2 separate regions of the Mus musculus genome follow, and region 2 is linked to region 1. Evidence: chromatin contacts called from public HiChIP or PLAC-seq data. All regions are on one chromosome and are shown on one strand. The core of a region is the stretch at or near the end of the contact, and the rest is flanking DNA. Distances in the headings are between cores, read along the strand shown.

Region 1 (4,596 bases), core at 1,046-3,545:
TGGGGCATATACATACATGCAAGCCAAATACTCATACATGGGAAAAATATACATAAATAAATATGTGATTGGGTTTTTTTAGATTTTTTTATTATTATTTTATGTGTATGAGTGTTTTGCCTTTCATGAATCTATCAACCACATACACCGGTGCTTGAGGAGGTGGTGAGCTTCCATGTGAGTGCTGGGAATTAAATCTGGGTCCTTTCCAACAAGTGCTATAAACCACTGAGCCAACTCTCTAGCCTGATGGGATTGGTTTTGAGACAGGATCTCACTATGTAGCCCTGGCTGGTCTAGAACTGACTATATAGACCAGACTGGCTTTGAACTCACAGAGATCTACCTGCCTCTGCTGGAATTAAAGTCATGTGCTCCCATGACTGGCCCAGAAATAAATGTTTTTTTTTTTAACTAAATTTCTAAGTCTAGAGTTACACTTTAGCTTGTTTTCCGTGTCCTACCCCTCACTGCTGAGCTACTTGCTAACAATAAATTCAGGGAGAGGGGGCATCATAGCCTTAAATTGTGTACCCAGTGACGACTTTGCCTGGTTGAATGCATAGTTCCAATTCAACGGTCTTACAAAGATGGCCTTGGTTAAATAAAATGGGTCATAAAACAAAACAAAAAGTCATGATTCTGGGAAAGGGACTGATAGGATTCAAGTGGGGCTATTGACAAGGGTGGGAGAGAGATAAGGGGGGGAGGAGTGTAATCAGAATGTATTGTGTTTGTGTATGAAATTGTCAAAGAACATTCGTCAAATAAAACTGTAACGTTGTCTACAGATAATCTCAGCTCTCCCGTGACAGTAAAATTTTAGTAAGCGATTCCCTTTCCAAGTTCTCAGATTTCTGCCACACTCATTAGAGCACCAAGCAAAGCCGCATGCCATTCAGTAACCAGCTCCCTGCAAAAACTATTCTACACTAATATGGAGTAGCAAGAAAAATAAATAAATCCTAGAAACAGTTATCTATGCTTATGTTTTCAAACCTAGATGGACGGAATATAAAAATGTGAGCCCCCTCGGGGTGATTCCCATGGTAAATGATGTCAGCAATGAGAAATCTCCTGTTGGGGACATCAAACAAGCTGTGTGAGCTTTAGCGGGGAAGCAAATTGCAGTCTTTCTCCCCTCCCCCCCTTTTTCTTTTGTGGCAGGATTTTCTCAAAGCCAACCCACCTGTCTTTGCCTCTCAAGTGCTGGGATTACAGGCCTGCCAACGACAGTTGGAGTCTTTACTGTTTGTTTACGTTTCCTAAAATCTGGAACATAAATGTGATAACTATTACAAGTCAGTTATCCAAAAGATGGGTGTTTTTTTTAATGGTACACAACATAGCTGTATTTTCCACTAGTCATGGAAATAAACATCTTTTAGGACACAAGAAGGTCTTCACATCGTGCACCAGAAGTATTCTGTAGAGTGTGAAGGGACCGCATAAGCAGGAGCTTTGTCTTTGTCTCCATGTACCCCCTTCCCGCTTGCCTACTTCCTGGTCTCACTGCACTCTGAACAATCTAAACTGATTTACTCGTGGTGATCTCTAGAAGAATCTATTAGGAATTGTCTTTGTAGACTTGGATTCCACCCAGCATCCCATTTCTCTCTGTGACACTTCATTCCACACTACAGACATACTTAACATCTTCCCATTCAAAACTTAACATGTGATTTCCACACTAATCTCACTTCAAACTATCCTTTTTCCCTCCTTCCCTTCACAGTCAGATAGATGGGTGGAGTGACTAGTCTACAGCCACTCTCCTTTCCTACCATCTGTCCTTTCCCCTTTCCATTGAGTCACTTCACTGCACTCTGGCTTCTGCTATAATATTATCAAACTATAATAGAAGCCAGATGTGGTGGCAGATACAAACCTGTAATCTTAGCACTTGGGGCTAGAAGATCATTTTAAGTTCTAGGTTGGGCTAGACCCTGTCTAAAAAATTCAGAGGGGAGGGGAGGGGAGAGGGAGGGAAGGAAGGAGGGAGGCTGACATACCAGGGGCTGAACTCATTGGCCCACATTTATAGTCTAAGGCAACTGGTTGATCTTGTTTCCCAAAGTTCTTACTGTCTCCTCATTCTCCTATCTCTCTCTTCTTTTCCAGTCAGAGTGTCTCCGTTCAACTCTTACTCATTGGGATTTGCCAGGATTATGCCCTAGTGTTTCTTCTCTTCTCCAACAACCTGGAACAAAGTTCAACTGCTTACACAGCTTCAACTGCCATCTAACACTGATGGATTGCAAAATTTGAAACCAGAGCCCCAAACTCTTGCGTAACTCCCAGACATTTCCAAATAACTGTTAAGCATCTTGACCTACAGGCTGCAAAGGTGACTTAAGTGCCACAGGTCTAAGATCAGATTTGTCTTCTCTCTAGCCACAATCCATTGGCTTTCTAATTTATATTCCTTTTTTTCCCCCAGGCTTGATTCCCAAACTAAAAACTTTGGGTTTTGGCTCAACCTCCTTTCTCTAACCCTGTACATGCAACAAATTAGCAGACTGTCCTAAATATTGTATCCCGTGTCATTCTGTCAAGCTTGGCATATCCCCTGGTTAAAGCTGTTAGCTTGGACACCTGCTAACTAGTAGCCCTACCCATCAATCTTCTCCCATTCCAAGCCAGTTCTACTTCCACAACTGCGTTCAAAATTATCTTTGATTTATTCATTACAAAACAAAACCAAATCCACGCTTCTGAATTCTGAGTGCCCGCCAGAATACAGACTCCTTGGTTTAGCATATTAGGATTCAGCTGTGTCTGTGAGTTTCAAGCATAATGGCTCTCAGTCTCAGAATAACAACTTCTCCAGTATTGACTATGCTCGCGTATGTCTTCCTGTCTTCACATACTGCATTCCCTCCTCTTAGAATTATCTCCTTATTTTGTCACTCCTCATCCTTAAATGTGTGCCTTCTTGACAAACACCTTAGCTGTCATCAAGCAGTTTTGCTAAACAAAGTATGTTCATTAACTTGTTTAATCTTCAATCAATACTGTGAGGTAACTACCATGCTGGCCATTTTACAAATGAAAACAAATAGTGAAAGGGTTAATTAAGTTTCTATCTAGTAGGTGGAAGAATTTTTATATATATTTTCAAAGCCTGAACCTTTAACTAGCTTGCTACAGGAAATGTGCACTATTTACAGTCTATTACTCTGTTCTTTACATTCCTACAGCACTCTGTTCGATTCCCTGCCATGAGTTACACACTAGGGCATAGTATCTCTTTCCCCCACCTCCTTTTTACGATGCTAGGGATCAGAATCAGGGCCTTGTGTGTGCTAAGCAAATACTCTTCCACTGAGTTACATTGCAGCTGAGAATGTACTACTTCTATTTATATGGTATCAACCCCCACTATAGTGTAAGACACGGGGTAAAGAAACAAAGTCTTAGTAATGTTTGCATCCTAATGCATTTAGTACATTATAGGTGTCTGATAAATGTTCATCATATAAGCAAATTCTAAAACCTTTCTCAGCCAGTATCTGTTTGCTGCCTTGCTTTTTCCTCTGCCAGCGGTATCCTTTCAATATTCACTCACTTCTAAGCACTAAATGCTGACAAAGCAAGTTAACTTGTAAGCTACCATGTCAGTGCTAGGAACTGAACACAGGTCCTCTGAACAGCTCCTCTGAAAAAGCAGCCAGTGTTCTTAATCACCGAGCCATCTCTCCAGGCACTCGTTTCTATTTTTAATTAAAATAAAACATCATTGATGCTTCAGATGTACTTGATGGTAAAATACTTGCCTAGCATGTGCAAGGCTCTAGGTTCAATTTCCAGCAGCACAAAAACATAATGTTGCATGTGCACTTAGGTTTCTGGCCCCTCTTCCCTCTCCCTCCCCAGAGGTCACCAGGCTTTGGTGTTTTTTAATTTAAGTACATGTTCTGTATTTATTCTTCACCTGTAGTACATATCTCTAAAACATAATACATAATTATGGGTGATGTGGAAGGCTCCCAATGAATCATGAATCTTTGAATCCATATTTTTGGGTAGTCTAATTCCCTGCCAGCTCGGGACTTGGCTGTGTGATTTGCTTTGGCCAATGAGATGTCTGCAAGTGTGATGCGCAGCTAGGCTTTCAAAGCACTTGTACATTAAGGCCTGCGTTGTTAAAATGTTGCCACCATGTGAAAAGGTTCAAAGTTTCTGGAGAGGTACCAGGACTGAAAGCTGGTCAACTGCCATACTTACGAATGAGGGCATGTTAAACCATTCCACTTCCATCAAGCCTCCATCCAACTGTATGGATGAGGAAGGCCAGGCAAGAGAACAGAAGGGCTCAAATGGATCTATCCAAAATTATCTACAGAAGAAAAATAACGGCTTAACATAGTCTGAGCTATATCAGTCATTTCTTTTCTGGCTGATTTTTACCTTACTCTCTAACGTACTATAAAGTGGGCTCTCAGTCACTCCATTCCAATAAAACTTCTCATTAAGGTCACGACTACTTGCTCATGTTTTCTTATTGAAAAGCCAAGTCTCTCCCTACCTTACTTAGAACAGTGGTCTCCCTTAGTTTCTTTTCTTTTTAGTGTATGTACTGTGTATGGTGTAGGG
Region 2 (4,942 bases), core at 1,740-4,239, 120 kb after region 1:
TTATACAGAGAAACCCTGTCTCGAAGAAAAAAAAAAAACCCTTAGGGATGGTAGTGTAGGCCTTTAATCCCAGCACATGCACATGAGAGGTAGTGTCAGGAGGATCACTGTGACTCTGGGAGCTCTAGGAGAAGTAGGACTACATGGAGAGAACCTTTCTCAAACAAACAAACTAACTAAAAAGCAAACAAAATTAGCTTCCTCATTCAGAAAATGCAAACACTAATAGTCTCTAAATTGTAACACCTAAAGCATGTGACACAGTGAGTGCTTCTTACTATATAGCAAAGGGACTTCTTAAATTTATTTTTAATTTTAAAAAGACTAAAGTTTTTTAGATTTATTTATTTTAAAGCACACGAGTTTTTGTTTGCATGTTCTTTTTCTTTTTCTTCATTATTTATTTATTTATTTATTTTTTCGAGACAGGGTTTCTCTGTGTAGCCCTGGCTTTCCTGGAACTCACTCTGTAGACCAGACTGGCTTCAAACTCAGAAATCCACCTGCCTCTGCCTCCCAAGTGCTGGGATTAAAGGCATGTGCCACCACTGCCCGGCATGTTTGCATGTTCTTATGAGTACTACATGTATGCCTGGTACCTGTGGGGGTGAGAAGAGGGCATTAGACCCTTTGGAGTTGAAGCTACAGATGGTTTTGAGCTACCATGTTTGTGATGAGAGGCTAACTCGGGTCTTCTGGAGAAGCCACAAATATTCTTAAGCACTGAACCATCTCTCCAGACCCAGATTTATGAATTTGTGGCTTTTATTTATTTATTTATTTATTTAATTTATTTATTTAGTTTTTGGGGACAGGGTTTCTCCGTGTAATTGTGGCTGTCCTGAAATTCATTCTGTAGACCAGGCTGGCCTTGAACTCACAGAGATCTGATTGCTTCCGTCTCCTGGATGATGCGACTAAACGTGTGTGCGACCATCACCCAGCTAATTTTTATTTTATTTGTTTGAGCATTTTGCCTCCATGTAAATCTACACAGTACATGTCATGCCCTGTGCCAGAGGAACTCAGAAGAAGGCATCAGAACCTCAGGCAGGGGACTTACATACTATTGTTAGCCATTATGTGAGTGCTTGGAAATGACCCTTGGTCCTCTGGAAGAACAGGCAGTGCTCCTAATCCCTGAGCCATCTCTGCAGCTCCTCTTTTTTTTAGATTATTTATTTATTGAGACAAGATCTCACTGTGTAGTCCTGGCTGTTCTGGAAGTCAAAGAGACTGCCGACTTCTGTCACAGGAGTGCCGGGTTAGTGCCCTTTGCCACTAAGTCTGAGAAAGAGTCGTTTGTACATTTTATTTATTTGTTTGTTTGTTCCATGCATGTACACGGTGCTCAGAGGAGAGTTTGCAAAAGTCAGTTCTCTGCTTTCATCATGTGAAACCGGAAGATTCTATCCTGGTAATCAGGTACAATGGCAAGCAAGCATCTTCTGCCTTCTGCCTGGCCCTATTGTGAAGGTTCATAAGTTGGAGTTCAGATATACAAAGCTTCATGATAGAAAATATCTGACAATTTGTATAACTACTATTCTGTGAAGATTCCTGTTTCTTCCTCCTCCTGCTCCTCCTCCCTTTTCCTTTTGATCCGGCCTGGAAGCTTTAGGAGGCAGATGGCTCACTGAGCTTTCTGTGAGTTCTAGGCCAGCGTGGGCTATATGGAAAGTTTTAGGCCACCTGCGATTACATGATGAGATGACCTTGTCTCAGAAAAGAGGTGTGTGTATGTGTGTGTGTGTGTCTATGTAATTTGGGCTGGAAGTAACTTGTTATCCTTTTGCCAATCTCCCGAGCTGTGGGAATTACAGGTGTGTGACACACATAATGTAAGTGTCAATGGATTTCTTTTTGAGACAGGGTATGTGTCAGTCACTGTTGCTCTGGATGACCTGCTTGCCCCACCACATCTGACTCTGATGACACGTTGGCATTTTTTTTTTTTTTTGGTTTGTTTTTTTCCTTCCAGAGCTGAGGACGGGTACCCAGGGTCTTGTATTTGCTAGGCAAGTGCTCTACCATTGAGGTAAATCCCCAAACCCTGTGGTTTTTTTTCTTTTGAGACAAGGGCGCTATGTAATTCTGGCTGTTCTGGAGCTCAGTGTGTAGACCAGGCTGGCCTTGAACTCAGATACTCCTGCTCCTGCCTCTCTAGTTGCTAGGACTAAAGGTGTTTGCCATCAATCTGGCTACTTTTTGTTTGTTTCTTTGGTTTTGTTGTTGTTGTTGTTGAGACAGGGTTACACAGTTCATACATGGACTTGGCTGTTCTGGAAGTCATTGTGTAAACCAGGCTGGCCTTGAATTCACAGAGATCTGCTTTCTTCTGCTGGGACTAAAGGTGTGCACCGCCAGGTTAAGGGTTAACAACAACAACAAAGGGTTAGGGGGTTGTGGTGCAGAGGGCCTGTAACCACCTGGAGAGATTATAAGCACTTCAGTTTTACAGTTGCTTTCTTTTTGTGTAAGGCAAGCACTTCACAGAGATCCGTCTGTCTCTGCCTCTGCAGGGGTTAAAGGCCTGCGCCTGGCTAGACCGGATCTTTTGTATCAGATCAGAGGTGCTTTCTTAAAACAATAGTAGTTTCTAATCTTTACAACTGTCCTTTGAAGGAAGTTTAGCATGCCCATTATCCAGATGTGAGAACCAAGAAACGAAGTGATCAGTAAAAGACGCAGTTATTAACTAAACTAAAAATTCCCGAGCACTTATTTTAGGCCAAGAACTGAGCGAGGCCACGGGAAGCCAGTTCCAGCGAGAGAGCTCAGCGCCGCGGCTGCCTTCCCTATTCCAGGTCTGCGCCTCCAGCCCCGGCCACGCCGGTGGATTTCTAGTGTGTGAAATTGACTTTCCCTCCTAGGGCCCAAAGCTCCCGGGCTGTGGGGCTCCGCCCCGCGCCGGCGAGGCCCCACCCACTCTGCAGTCAGTATTGTCCGACGGTACCCAGCGTCCCTCGGCAGTTTCCGGCAGTAATCGAGAGTTTCTAACGTGCCCCGCCTCCGCCACCCCCCTTCTCTCGGCCTCGGTCCTCTCTACCGCCGCCCGGCTCGCTGTCCCCGTGCTCCCTCCCGTCCTCGGCCCTCCGCCCCTTCCCTCCCCACCTCGCCTGGCCCTGCAGGCGCCTCAGGCGGTACGGGCTGGGCAAGATGGCGGCTTTCGGGATCTTGAGCTATGAACACCGACCCCTGAAGCGGCTGCGGCTGGGGCCTCCCGATGTGTACCCTCAAGATCCCAAACAGAAGGAGGTGCGTTCACAATTCCCGGTTCCCGCGGGGTCCGGGCAGGTGTTTCGTGAGGGAAGAGACACTGACAGTTGAGGGCAAGGGGGGATGAGGTTAGGTGAGAGAAAAAGTCCCAACAGGGGGAAGAGTAGAGTGGACTGGTGCCCTGCTGGAGAGTAGGGTCTGCCAGCAGTTCCGGTTGAGGAGCTCGTGGGTTCAGGAGCCATGCCAGAGGTGCCCCCCTCCACACTCACTCGGGCGCTCACACACAAACCTCAGAAAGTTGTTAGGGCCAGCTTGGTGAGGTGCCGGTAAGGGAAGAGTGATGTTGAGGTCGCTCTGGGGGATGTGGGAGTCTCATTGACTGTGGGGGTGAGGGTGGGGTCCAAATGAACATAAGGGCTGGGCTTTAAATAACAACCTCTTCTAGTCAGAATCCTCCTCCTCCTCCTCCTCCTCCTCCTCCCTGGCTCCCTTGTTACCTTTTCCTCTGCCCTCTCTTACAACCTCTTCTATAAGGTGAATGAGGGTGAGCTAAAAATGCTGTTTTTCTGCCTCAGGATGAACTGACGGCTTTGAATGTAAAACAAGGTTTCAATAACCAGCCTGCTGTCTCTGGGGACGAACATGGCAGTGCCAAGAACGTCAACTTCAATCCTGCCAAGGTGAGACAACCCTGCCAGGCTGAAGGAAAAGGCTGGAAGAATCTGAGGAGCAAAAGCTCCGGGTTGGGCAAACTGAAAGGGACAACCTAGGTGGCAGAGTTTATAACTCAGTGCTAGCACATTGGCATTTTCACAGTCTTCCTACCCTGAGGTCTACTTTTCCCCCTTTAGATCAGTTCCAACTTCAGCAGCATCATCGCAGAGAAGTTAAGGTGTAATACTCTCTCTGACACTGGTCGCAGGAAGTCCCTAATGAACCAGAAGGACAACTTCTGGCTGGTGACTGCAAGATCTCAGAGTGCTATTAACACCTGGTTCACTGACCTGGCTGGCACCAAACCACTCACACACCTAGCCAAAAAGGTGAAGTACTCTTTTCCTGTTCTTAAGGTCAAGGTGGGGAATGTGTCTACCTATATTCTAAGATGTAGCTATGTGGTGTCAGCTCCCTGGAGTAATTAGAGACATTGCTGTTTGTGATGCCCATCCAGGTCCCCATTTTCAGTAAAAAGGAAGAAGTATTTGGGTATTTGGCCAAATACACGGTGCCTGTGATGCGGGCTGCCTGGCTCATTAAGATGACTTGTGCCTACTATGCAGCAATGTCTGAGACTAAGGTTAAGAAGAAAAATACTGCTGACCCCTTCACTGGTAAGTAACTCTGTACACCTGGTATACCACTGATGGCTTCAAGGAGTGATGGAGCCTTAGAATAAATCTTCCTAGTCTATTCCTTGCTTCTGCATGAATCTTATGTGCACGAAATTGGTAAGCATGGAGTAATTTGAGTATCTGCTGTGTTCAGGTACTGGGCTGTAAAGATGACCAGCATATAATTTCTGCTCTTTAGATCTTAGTGGAGATGCTAAGGCATATGTAGCATAATTAAATATAGAAAGTGGTAAACATCAAAAGAGTAGACAGAAGGTTCTTTGAGACTTCAGTGGATGTAATGATTGCTTTAAGGAGGTGGCATTTGTCTACAGGCTAAGAGGATGAATAGAGCTTGGAACTCTGGTGATTGTGGGTGGAGGCAGGGGATA

What was found. HiChIP or PLAC-seq counts read pairs in DNA pulled down with a chosen protein or histone mark.
Region 2: a contact with region 1 is called in an H3K27ac HiChIP or PLAC-seq map of acute myeloid leukemia, with 3 times the contacts expected there. The contact joins the promoter of Med12 here to the enhancer-like site in region 1. A contact is called at or near these places in 16 of 39 promoter capture datasets (the C10 cell line, the HPC-7 cell line, cranial neural crest and 10 more), 1 of 484 Hi-C or Micro-C datasets (primitive type A spermatogonia), 8 of 115 datasets of contacts at active chromatin or transcription factors (the 230-238 cell line, acute myeloid leukemia, effector CD8 T cells and 4 more) and 4 of 9 other capture datasets (adipose tissue, liver, macrophages and 1 more).

The regions. Positions count from the first base shown.
Region 1 is chrX:101,155,401-101,159,996 of GRCm38.p6, forward strand. It overlaps a transcript of Snx12 not described here. Among named protein-coding and RNA genes, the nearest start is that of Gm24061, 16 kb to the left of the region's middle. Within about 2 kb of position 2,296, at least 8 of the 459 cell types and tissues checked have an H3K27ac peak or open chromatin away from gene starts, as enhancers often do. A contact at or near this core is called in acute myeloid leukemia, where this site is marked.
Region 2 is chrX:101,271,102-101,276,043 of GRCm38.p6, forward strand. Med12 (mediator complex subunit 12) reads left to right here and starts at 2,990. Exons shown (of 45, transcript NM_021521.2): 1 at 2,990-3,258; 2 at 3,795-3,899; 3 at 4,071-4,262; 4 at 4,391-4,550. The coding sequence starts at 3,160.